Regions from separate parts of the Mus musculus genome. Here all the other regions are linked to region 1. Evidence: chromatin contacts called from public HiChIP or PLAC-seq data. All regions are on one chromosome and are shown on one strand. The core of a region is the stretch at or near the end of the contact, and the rest is flanking DNA. Distances in the headings are between cores, read along the strand shown.

What was found. HiChIP or PLAC-seq counts read pairs in DNA pulled down with a chosen protein or histone mark.
Region 2: a contact with region 1 is called in a FOXA1 HiChIP or PLAC-seq map of pancreatic cancer cells. The contact joins two enhancer-like sites. A contact is called at or near these places in 1 of 39 promoter capture datasets (hippocampal neurons) and 1 of 115 datasets of contacts at active chromatin or transcription factors (pancreatic cancer cells).
Region 3: an H3K4me3 HiChIP or PLAC-seq map of bone marrow-derived macrophages shows a contact between it and region 1, with 5 times the contacts expected there. The contact joins two enhancer-like sites. A contact is called at or near these places in 11 of 39 promoter capture datasets (the 3T3-L1 cell line, the C10 cell line, the SN4741 cell line and 8 more), 6 of 484 Hi-C or Micro-C datasets (embryonic stem cells, erythroblasts, granulosa cells and 3 more) and 6 of 115 datasets of contacts at active chromatin or transcription factors (bone marrow-derived macrophages, craniofacial prominence, embryonic basal ganglia and 3 more).

What each region holds. Positions count from the first base shown.
Region 1 is chr4:9,132,231-9,136,031 of GRCm38.p6, forward strand. It overlaps Gm50597 (a long non-coding RNA gene), which reads left to right. Exons shown (of 2, transcript XR_001784233.1): 2 at 3,480-3,801. It overlaps Gm34288 (a long non-coding RNA gene), which reads right to left. Exons shown (of 4, transcript XR_881105.2): 2 at 3,234-3,294. Among named protein-coding and RNA genes, the nearest start is that of Gm34288, 8.5 kb to the right of the region's middle. Within about 2 kb of position 1,676, at least 41 of the 459 cell types and tissues checked have an H3K27ac peak or open chromatin away from gene starts, as enhancers often do. A contact at or near this core is called in bone marrow-derived macrophages and pancreatic cancer cells, where this site is marked.
Region 2 is chr4:8,473,872-8,477,672 of GRCm38.p6, forward strand. No RefSeq gene overlaps it. Among named protein-coding and RNA genes, the nearest start is that of Gm42252, 56 kb to the left of the region's middle. Within about 2 kb of position 1,615, at least 8 of the 459 cell types and tissues checked have an H3K27ac peak or open chromatin away from gene starts, as enhancers often do. A contact at or near this core is called in pancreatic cancer cells, where this site is marked.
Region 3 is chr4:9,680,691-9,684,491 of GRCm38.p6, forward strand. No RefSeq gene overlaps it. Among named protein-coding and RNA genes, the nearest start is that of Gm24152, 13 kb to the right of the region's middle. Within about 2 kb of position 2,036, at least 65 of the 459 cell types and tissues checked have an H3K27ac peak or open chromatin away from gene starts, as enhancers often do. A contact at or near this core is called in bone marrow-derived macrophages, where this site is marked.

The DNA.
Region 1 (3,801 bases), core at 426-2,925:
GTGGGCCTTCTGTGTAGGCTGGGAACAAAGCTCTTTAATTGTGTCTCCCAGTTCTGACTATGACCCGGTGAGGCTGGAAGCTCTAAGGGATCTGGATTCTAGGAGGGTCTCAGTATTAATGCACCATGTTTGAGAGATGGGATGATCCACCAGGACCCCCCAGTGAGGAAGTGCAAGGTCCTTTGTCCATCAGTAGCCACACCCCACCCCTGCTGTCTTTGGATCTCTTTTCACAGCAGAGGAAGCTTTCTAGTGAAGAAACACAAGAAGGGAGAGCAGGGACATCAGAGGCTGAGTTTGAGTCTTGGGTGTGGGTGTGTTCTCAGGGGCGGGGCCTCAGACACAGGATGAGATTCATCTGAGCCTCTCGCTGTGTCCACACTTAGACGCTGCCTGTCTTTCTACTTCGTCCCGAGGCCTTAGAAGGGATACATGCTAGCTGGACCTTGCCTTCCAAAGATCCACTGTTGGAAACTCACATCCTAAATTCACATGTGGATAGCCTTTAGGTGTGCGGCCTTGGGGCGGGGGTGGGGGTGGGGGACAAAAGGAAGGATCCTGTGCTGGACCGTGTCAGCTGGGAAGATCTTCCAGTGAGCACTATTGCGCTCTTTGGTGTTGTGAGTTCCTCTACCACGTTGGAAGCAAGACAGCCCCTTGCCAAATGCTGGCACATTTACATTGGAATTCTAGCTTCTATAACTTCAAGAAATGATTTTTTCCTGTTTATCAATTACCCACTCTGTCCTATTCTGTCCTAGCAACAAAATGAGTCTGAAGCAGAATGTAAGACGTTAGCACACAAAATCCACAGTTAAGTTTTCCTTTTCCTGAGCTGTCTATTAACTTCGGCAATATCCTTTCGTTGTGTGCCCAGTGCACTGATGTGGCCCTCCTGGGTCTTCAGTGTTGCCGACCTGTCAGCCTGGATCTCTGCCACGTTCCCGAGCCTCTGGAATTGCTTTCCCCCTCTCCTCCAATGATAGCCTCCCTTTTCAGGGCTAAGCTCAGTGCTACCTTGCCATCTAATTAAAGTCTGATGCTCTAGGTGAACCTGACAGGCCAGAGACTTCCAAGTTTAATTGCTTTGCCCCTTCCAACTCCCAGTGGAGCCCAGCAAGCTTTAGCTGGCAGGTGGAAGCAGACGGCCGGGGCTAGTAGGCACATCTGAGACTTCCTGCAATGAGACGTCTCCCCCTGCCTTTATTTACTCTAGTGATGAAGATGTAGGGATTACTCAAGTATGACTCATGTTCCGTGCTAGTTCCAGGAGCTATGAAGGTGAATCAGATGGTGCTGACATGCAAGCAGCTCAGAGGAGGAGAGCAGATGGACACATAAACAGACTATTAAGCAGCTCCGTAGAGTTATAACGAAGAAAGGGGTATTTGGGACATGCAGAATAGACGTCTAAATCAGTGGGACTAGTAGAGAAGATGCTTGGGGGAAAGTCTGAGTCCTGAAAGACAAACTAATATGTGAGGCAAGAGAGGGCCAGCTCCATGCAAGGCAGCGTTACCAACAGCAGCAAGTCAGACCCAGGCATATTTTTTGAAACTCAGAAAACCATAATCTGGCCTGTTGTTTTGAATGGGAATTTCCCCTGCAGCCTGGGATTTTTGAACACTTGGTTCCCAGTAGACAATGCTATTTAGGGAGTTGTAGCCTTGCTGGAGGAAGTATGTCATTGGGGGCGGGTGGTAAGTATTTATAGCCTTGCCCCACTTACAGTTTGCTTTCTCTGGTCTGTGCTCATGGTTGAAAATGTCATCTATCCAGAATGCTAGCCACTTGCAGCCATGCCTCTCCACCATGAAGAACTCATATCCCTCTGGAACTATATAAGCCAAAATAAATCCTTTCTTTCATCAGTTTTTTTGGTCTTGGTGCTTTATCACAGCAACAGAGATCAAGAGTGTGGTGGCTCAAGTCTTTAATCCCAGCCATTGGGATGCAGATATAGATAGATCTTCATGAGTTCAAGGCCAGCCTGAAATACAGACTAGGTTCCAGGACAGCCAGGGCTACAACTTGAAACCTTACAGAAGCAAAATGAAACAAAACAAAACAAGGCACGAGAACAGAAAAATACCTGGTTTGTAGAGTTTGGAGAGTGTTTACGGTGAGGCTGACCTCATATAACTCAGAGGCAAAATTTTCACTTGTAATTGCCGTCTTCTTCTTTGTTAGACAGGTCTACAACTAGCCCAGGCTGGCCTCTAAGTTGCTATGAAATTGTGTCAACCTTGAGTAGTTTCAGGCCTCTACTACCCAAGCTCTGGGATTACAGACGTGTACCACCATACTCCGTTGACACCTGGTAATTTTAATCAGTTTATGAGGAATCCTTAAAAGCACTCACTGAATAGCCGGGTTTAGTTGAACGTATAAGGCTTTCTTCAATGTCATAATAAGAACAGCCTGTTAGTTCACTTGTTCAACGCAGATCTCTTTGCCATAATGTGGAGGATGGGCCTGAGAAAGCCAGGACTGAAGGCTGGGATGCCTGGCAGCTACCAGATGTGGCTATGATTGGACATGGAATGGAGAGGGAGGGTTGCTGAGACCTTCCCCCAGGCCAGCTCCAGTGGAGGCAGAGAGAAGATAGTATACCCTTTAATCATGAAGGGCACATTCTAAGACCCTCAGAGGAAGCCTGAAACTATTCATCCTACTGATACATATATCCTTAGGTATATTTAATATATTTCTACATATACACACCTAGGTCAAAATTTAACTTATAAATTAGTAAGTTAAATCTATAAATTAACCTACAACAAGGTTCAGGAAAAGGTTAACGAGAGCAGTAAGACAGAAAATTACAACAAACGTTAATAGTCATTTTCTCTTGTTTTCTAAATGTCTTTCTGAAAGTGTAGATCTTAACAATGTTACTAGACGTTTTGTTCTTTTCTTATTAAGCTTATTATTATAGCACCTTCCCATTTATCAAAAGCACTTTCCAACTTGTCTTTGGCACGCCTAAATTCCTAGCATTGCCTGTCTTGCTCGAAGGGGTTGTTGTACAAGTAAATTTGGTTTACTGAGCACAAACTTTGTGATACCTCAATAAGCGAGCTGAGGGTCACGTGAGTAACGGGAAGGTAGCCTATATAGTGTGGATACAGAGAACAAAGGTTCGATTCTCATTCCAGATAGGAAGGGACTGGATACTGTGAAGTGTCATTGCCCCACTTAGAATAGCATTCAATACAAAACGTACAACTTACTTATGTATGGAACTTTCCACGTAACATTTTCAGAACGTGGGTGAGGACAGATAATTGAAACCTGGAAAAGAAAGACTGCTGGAGTGATGTGGGTTGGGCTAGCTGAGTAGAGGGATTGGGTTCCCATTGTGAGGATTTTATGGGGCTTGTGGCTGGTGGCATACGTTTGTATTTTATCCTCAGATCCGACCTGTCCACCCTATGCACTGTCGCTCTTTTCAACTTGACCTCATTTGACCTTGTCAGGCATCTTCAACATCCATCAGTCCTTCAGGGAGGAAAGCCTTTGGACACATGGCTTCTCGCCATTATTGGTGTGCAGACAACTTGAAAATTGGCAGAGGAATCCATGCTGGCGAAAGAGCAGTTGAAAGACCCTCAGAAGAGGTCGGGATGCCCTTGGAGGAGGTAGAAAACTTCATGTGTTCCACGCTTCTCACAGCCCCGCTGGGCTCCTGTGGCTTCTCAGTGTCTCATTTCCAGGCTATGCCGGTGCTCCACTCGCCAGCAGAGGGCAGCATTGAGACATCAACGAAGGCGGACTTGGGCGCGCGACCGCCGGGAAGCA
Region 2 (3,801 bases), core at 365-2,864, 660 kb before region 1:
CTGGCTGAAGCTTGTGCCCATCTTGTACATGCTGTCACAAATGCTGTGAGCTCCAGTGTGCATCTGTCCTGAAGCCAGCCACCATCTCTGGCTTTGACAATCTTTCTTCCCTGTCTTCTGCACAGCTCCTGAACCTTGAGGAGAGAAGTGTGATGAAGACATCCTGTTTAGGACTGAGCATCCCAAAGTCTCTTAGTCTCTGTATGTTGGCAAATAGTCTCTCTGTCCCAGTTGTCACCTACTGCAAGAAGTTGCTCTGATGAGTGTTTAGTGGTGTACAGATCTTTTTCCCTATCACTCTAGTCTTGGGTTCTTGGCTCAACTGAAAGTGTCAGGTACAGGTTCCATCTATTGGAATGGGCCTTGAATCCCAAAAGAAGAGGTTGGTTACTCCCATAACAACCCATGTACCAGGGCATGCACTACCTTTCTCCTCTGATAATATATTTGGGGCATTCTAACACTATGCTCTTCCAGAACCTGGGTTCGATTCCCAGTACTCACATACTGCTTCACAACCATCTGTAACTCCAGATCCAGGGGCTCTAATGCCCTCTTCTGGCTTCTCCAAGCACTAAGTGTGTATATGGTACACAGACATCCATGTAGGAAAACACCCATACACATAATTAACATAAAATACTTCTAGAATCAATATATCAACAATATATTTTGAAAGGAACAATAGTAAGACATACAAAGAAAAGCACATCAGAATAAAACCAGACTACCTCTCATCAGCAGTCCTCAAGGCCTGGAAAAGATGGGATATATTTTTTTTTTTTGAGCCCTGAAAATGAATAACTTCCTAATAAGATTACAATAAACCCATCTTACTGGTGAGAAATGAGGATATTGTATTCAAGGCCAGCACTGCCAGTCATAGCACTGGGCTGGGTAGTTTATTGTCTACTTGACACAAGCTAAAGTCATGTGAGAAGAGGAAGCCTCAATTAGTAAAATGCCCCCCCTATGATAGAGCTGTAGGCAAGCCTGTAGGACATTCTCTTAATTAGTGATAGGGAAGGGCCCAGCCTAATGTAGGTACTGCTGTCCCTGGGCTGGTTGTCCTAGGTTCTATAAGAAAGTAGGCCGAGCTAGCCGTGAGGAGTCGGCCCGTAAGCAGCATCCCTCCATGCCCTCTGCATCAGCTCCTGCCTCCAGGTCCCTGCCCTATTTGTGTTTCTGCCCTAACTTCCTTCTATGATGAATGGTGCTGTACAAGTACAAACCAAATAAACCCCTTTCCTCCTCAACTTGCTTTTTGGTCATGGTGTTCTATCACAGCAATAGAAACCCTAACTAAGACAGCTACAGATGATGCTTAAGGAGCAACATACAGAAAGGAGGAAGACAGATAATCTCAACCCTGAGACCAGAGGAGAGAACCAACTTCATGAGAGGTCTAAATTAACAAAGGAGAGTGAGGAAAGAACTCATTGTGTCTAGAATAAGAAATCAGCAAACCCAAACATGACCAAGGAAGAAAGCAAAGAACAAATAATGATTCAACACCTTGGAAAACAGCCAACAGGACTACAGGAATTACTAAACATCCCCTAATGATATCCCTAATATGCTGAGCACTGTGACACAGCCTTTAATTACAGTACCTGGGAGACAGAGGCAGCTGGATCCCTGAGCATTCTGAGTCAGCCTGGTCTGTGTAGTGAGTCTATGTAGTGAGTTCCAGGCCAGACAAGGCTACATAGCAAAACCTTTTCTCAAAAGCAAGAAATGACAACAACAAAAAAAAACCTTAAATGAACATGGTCTCTATCCATCTATAAATAGATTCAGACTAGCTTAGTAGGCTAAAAGTCAATTTAACTATTTATTGTGTTGGAAAAACACACTTCACCAACAAAGACATTCACAAACATAGAGTCAAGAGAGTCATAACATGTTGGCCATACCAAGCCAATGGAAGCTGAAACAACAGATTGGTATGGCCAACATGTTGTTTGATAAAGTAGATTTCAAACCAAATTTAGTTAAGAGAAACAAAGAAGCAATGCACAGCACTAAAGTGAATGGCTCATCAGGGTGATATAACAACTGTGAGGCAGAGAAGATGACTCAGCAGGTAAAACTGCAGGACCAGCATGAAGACCTGGGTCTCTAGTACACATATATAAAGCCTGGCATGACCATGTCTGTGCCTTTCACCATTGTTGTCGGGGAATAGAAAAGGGATTTGAGGATTGCTTGGGCTAGCCGTCCACCTGCTCAGCTCTCAGTTCAATAAGAGACCATGTCTCCAAGGAATAAAGCAGAGAGTAAAAACAAGATACCTGCCATCCACTGTGTATTACACATATACAACAGGTAAGTGCATCTGTACACATATGTTCGTGTATTATAGGCACACACACAAGCACACACACATGTGCGTGCATTTATACACACATGCACACAAAATTATACACACAGACACACACACACACTGGGGCAGAGGCAAAAGAAATACAACACTTGAGAGTATATATGTACAAAATTCTGGGGCTCCCAATCTGATAAAATAAACACTAATGGCTATAAAAAATCAGATAGATCATGACACAATAGCAACGGGTGACCTCAATACCCAACTCTCACGTTTAGATATAACATCCGAATAAAATGATGAAACTTAAAAGTTAAAAACTATAGCAAATGTCAAATGGATTTTAACAGACAACCACAGGATATTCATTCAACTGATATGGAAGACACATTCTTTGATCAGGACATGAAACTGCCTCTAAAACAAATGACATGCTGGACAACAAAGCAAGTATTAACAAATACAAAAGAGTCAAAATAATGTAATTTTTAATAAGGTCATAGTAGAATAAACCAGAAGTTGATAGCAAAAGAAAGTATAGAAAATGCACAAATAATTAGAAACAGAAAAAATATACTTTGGAATAACCCTGTGGGTCACTGAAGAAATCAGGAAGGAATAGAATTAAAAGAGAAATTTATAAGAACTTTGGGGAATAACTAAGAAGCTTCTAAGAGGCAAGTTCATGGGCCTAAGTACATATCCTTAAAACCCACATTTAAATAAATAACCTAATGATGAACCTCAAAGTCCTAAAAGCCAAATAAAAAACCAAAACAAACAAAAACAATAACAAAACGCAAGAATACATCATGTCCAAAACCAGGAAACAGCAAGAAAAAGTAAAGATAAAATTAGGGTTGAACTAGCAAGATTTTATTGAAAGGACCCAGATGTAGCTGTCTCTTGTGAGACTATGCCGGGGCCTAGCAAACACAGAAGTGGATGCTCACAGTCAGCTAATGGATGGATCATAGGGCTCCCAATGGAGGAGCTAGAGAAAGTAGCCAAGGAGCTAAAGGGATCTGCAACCCTATAGGTGGAACAACATTATGAACTAACCAGTACCCCGGAGTTCTTGACTCTAGCTGCATATATATCAAAAGATGGCCTAGTCGGCCATCACTGGAAAGAGAGGCCCATTGGACTTGCAAACTTTATATGCCCCAGTACAGGGGAACACCAGGGCCAAAAAGGGGGAGTGGGTGGGCAGGGGAGTGGGGGTGGGTAGATATGGGGGACTTTAGGTATAGCATTGGAAATGTAAATGAGCTAAATACCTAATAAAAAATGGAAAAAAAATGGAAAAAAAAATTAGGGTTGAATGTATAAAACGGACACTACAAGAACAATACAAAGAATCAATAAAACAAAGACTTGAATCTTTGAAGAAAAACTAAACAAATCCCTAGGCTAACAAAAAGAACGTGAGAAAATTATCAAATTTGCAAATTTGAGATGAAGAAAGTGAAAGT
Region 3 (3,801 bases), core at 786-3,285, 550 kb after region 1:
TACAAAGGGATGCCATGGTAGTTTAAATGAAAATAGAACCCATAGTCTCATATATTTGAATGATTGCTCTCTAGTTGGTAGAAATGGCTAGAAGGTATGGCCTTATTGGAGGAGGTGTCTCACTGGGGATAGGCTTTGAAGTTTTAAAACCTCACACTGTGCTCAAAATGTGCCCCCCCCTCCATGTGTGTGTGCATGTATGTGTATGCATGTGTGTGTATCTGTGTGTGTATGTATGTATGTGTATATGTGTCTGTCCCCCTCCCTCTCTCTCCCTCCACTCTCTCCCTCCCTCCCTCCATTCATTCTCTCTCTCTCTCTCTCTCTCTCTCTCTCTCTCTCTCTCTCTCCCTCTCTGCCTCATTCATGCTTGTGGTTGAAATATAAACTCTCAGCTACCACTGCAGTGTCACACCTGACTGCCTGCTGCCATGCTCTTGGCAATGATGGTAATGGGCTACCCTCTGGAACCAGAAGCCCAAAATCAAATGCTCTCTTTTATAAGTTGCCTTGGTTATGATGTCTTTTTGCAGCCATAGAAAAGTAAGACAGATGTGTCATGGAAGGGAAGATGAGGCAACAGGAAGGAAAAGCATGGTGGCAGGAACAGGAGGCTGGCAGGTCACATTCTGGTCACCATCAGGAAACAGAGAGTTAGCAGAAAATAGACCCAAGCTCCAGAGCCACAAAGCCCACACCATTAACCCACTTCCTTCAGAGAGGTGCCACCCCCTAAATGTTGCACAATTTTCCAGATAGTACAACTAGTTGGGGAGCTAGTGTTCAAATACACGAGTCTATGTGAGGACATTTGCCATTCAAACCATAGTAATTGTGATATCAGGAGACAGAGTGAGTGGTGTAGTGAAACTTTTAAGATGTGACGTTTAGCCAGGCATGGTGGCGCATGCCTTTAATCCCAGCACTTGGGAGGCAGAGGCAGGCAGATTTCTGAGTTCGAGGCCAGCCCGGTCTACAAAGTGAGTTCCAGGACAGCCAGGGCTATACAGAGAAACCCTGTCCCGAAAAACCAAAAAAAAAAAAAAAAAAAAAAAAAAAAGTGAAGTTTAATGTAATGTGACTATGTCATTGAAGACACTACCTTTCAAGAGATGAAGGGGTTCTTTTGGACCCCAGCTTGTTCCCATAGAGTTGTTAATGAAACAATTAGAGTAGCTGCTCTGATCTTTCTGGATTTCTGTCTCAGCATGTGACCTCTTTCTCTTCTATAGATTCTCACATGATGCTCTCCACCATAATGTGATGCAGTGTGGTCAGGCAGCAGGCCTTCAATAGAGTTAGCACCATGCTCTTTGCACTTTTGTTATCCAGGTATTCAGCCCAAGGTATCTTCTCGCTGCAATGGAGAAATGAACCATTATAAGTGGTGAATGAGTTTTCTTGTATTCGATGTGACTTTGAGTATTATCAGTTAGTGTCTGAAGACAGTCCCTGAGATCATGACATAAAATACAAATATAGAATGACCCAGCAGTGAATCAAACTATTTGCTTATGTGAACTGAGTTTTACACATTATGAAACGATGAGAAAATTAATGATAAAGTATACCAGACAGTAAAGTGCTTTCTAAATGTAAAGAAGTGTTTTATAATTTTAAATGGTAGCATATCCACTGACTCAAATCATACCTAAGACAAGTCTTTACTTGTTGATGTTTTAGACACTGCCCTGTGAGTTACTGCCCACAGTAAGGTTTCATTTTGCTTCACAATACATTATGCTATAAAGTTGCTGTGCAGAAGGTCTAATTTTGGCAATATCATAAACTTTAATGAAGAAGTATAGTTTATGGTCTGCTCAGGAAACATTAATGAAATCTCTACTTCCTGCAAGCACTGTTCTTGGTTCTTAAGGAGTTCCTGCTGTTTGGGAAGGAGAAAGATGAGCATAGAGCACAGCGTGCTACCCCCTGCATTTGCCAACAGATGTTGAGGACAGGGATTCAGTCACCACGGTCCCATGCGCACCATATGAGTCAAAGAGTCCATGCTTGCAAAGGCATACTAATGAGGATGTTGCTCAACCTCGTTGTTTCACATGTGAGGGTAAGAGTGATTTAGTGCTTAAACGTCACTTAAAGCAGAACTCGCACTTAAGCTGTTCTCGTTAGCTTAGTGTCTCATTGACACAGAATACTTGATGAAAGCAACTCAAGGAAGGGAGAGCTTATCCCTGGCTCACAGTTCTAGGGAATGTAATCTAGCATCAAAAACATATGATGTTGGCTGACAAAGTAAAAGTGAAATTTCAGTGACCTGAGTTTGCTACATCCTTAGCAGAAGTTGCTGCCTTCTAGACCTGGGGAACTTCCTTGAAAAGGTCTTCTGAAGCCCTCTCCGGCTGTGCCTCCAAGGCGACAATAAACGTGAAACAGTGCTCTGTCTGCTGTCTCGTGCTGATTCCCATGGGCTTGCTGCCTTCATTCCGTCTTCTCCTAACAAATCAGATCCCTCCTGCATGTAATTCTCCTAGGAGAGAACTTTAGGCTTTGTGTTCCTCAGTTTTAGCTGGTTTATCACTTATGAGTCTCAAAGAAGAGAGACAGAGAATGCCAAACCCTGAGGATGGGTACTCCAGGTATTATTTAGTTGGTGATAAATCCGAGACTGAAGTACCAGGAGTTCAAGATGGGTGGCCATCAAAACCTAGAAATATCAGCAGCCCAGATGATGCCTTGCTGGTCATGGGGCTGCAATGATTGCATTCAAGTGAACTGAGTGTATTTTACTGAAAATTAATTTTTCACAAGAATCACTTGGAAGCTTTAAAAAAGTACATTATGCCCTACAAAGACCAGAAAAATCTTAATTTCTGATTTAACATGCATTAAAGATGAATACGTGAATATACATATTTAATATATATTAAAGATATATAACACATGAGCACTCATATACACATACATATTTTTAAAAGTCCATGTCTACAAGTGGTATAGGTAATATGCTAAGAAACATTATGGAGCAAATAAGATTCAAAGGAGAAATCAGAAATGTTCGTGTAAGTTTACTCTTTTAAGAAGTTGCAGATTGCAATTGAGTGGCCAGGCTTTCTTTCCATGCTTTCTTGCTTCTTCATAAAGCCATCTCAATGCAATACAGAATCCTAAGACTAGAGAGCCTGGCAGTATATCAGTGTCAGCTTGTACATAGGAAGTCTACCCTGTCAACATCAGGAACTTGTCTCAAGAATAAATATTTATAAGTTCTAAATAATAAGGCCTGATTGATGTCTCATAGTCAAAATGAGCTGGAGAGAAAATGACTCACTGACATAACTGTTTGCATTAAGCACTCTGAAGTAATATATTGCAATATATTCTGTAGTTCAAAATATTACTTCCTTGAAACTAAGATATCCGGAAAGAGCAAAGTTCATTTTGCTAAACCATTTTCTTTTCATGTGTCAGTTGTAATCAGAGCCTCTTATGATTTTAGATACACTACACAATCTTTATTCAATATTTAGAAAAGGAAAAAATTTGCCATGATCTCATTGTTAACATTTTGGCTTATTCTCATCTGGTGCTTTTAAATTATATATACACATGTAGAATTTTTCTTTTCTTTCTTTTTATGTTTACAAAATCATGCTGGAAAGGCTAAGCAAATGTAACTGTAAATTACATGTATGCATTCTTTGTATACATACCACATATATTATATATGATTTAATAGTTCTATATTTAAGTAAACTTATTAAAAATACTCAATAAAATAGACTGTACTTTCTGATGCTTTGTTGTTTTCTTTTTCCTTGATACACTAATAGTCCATGA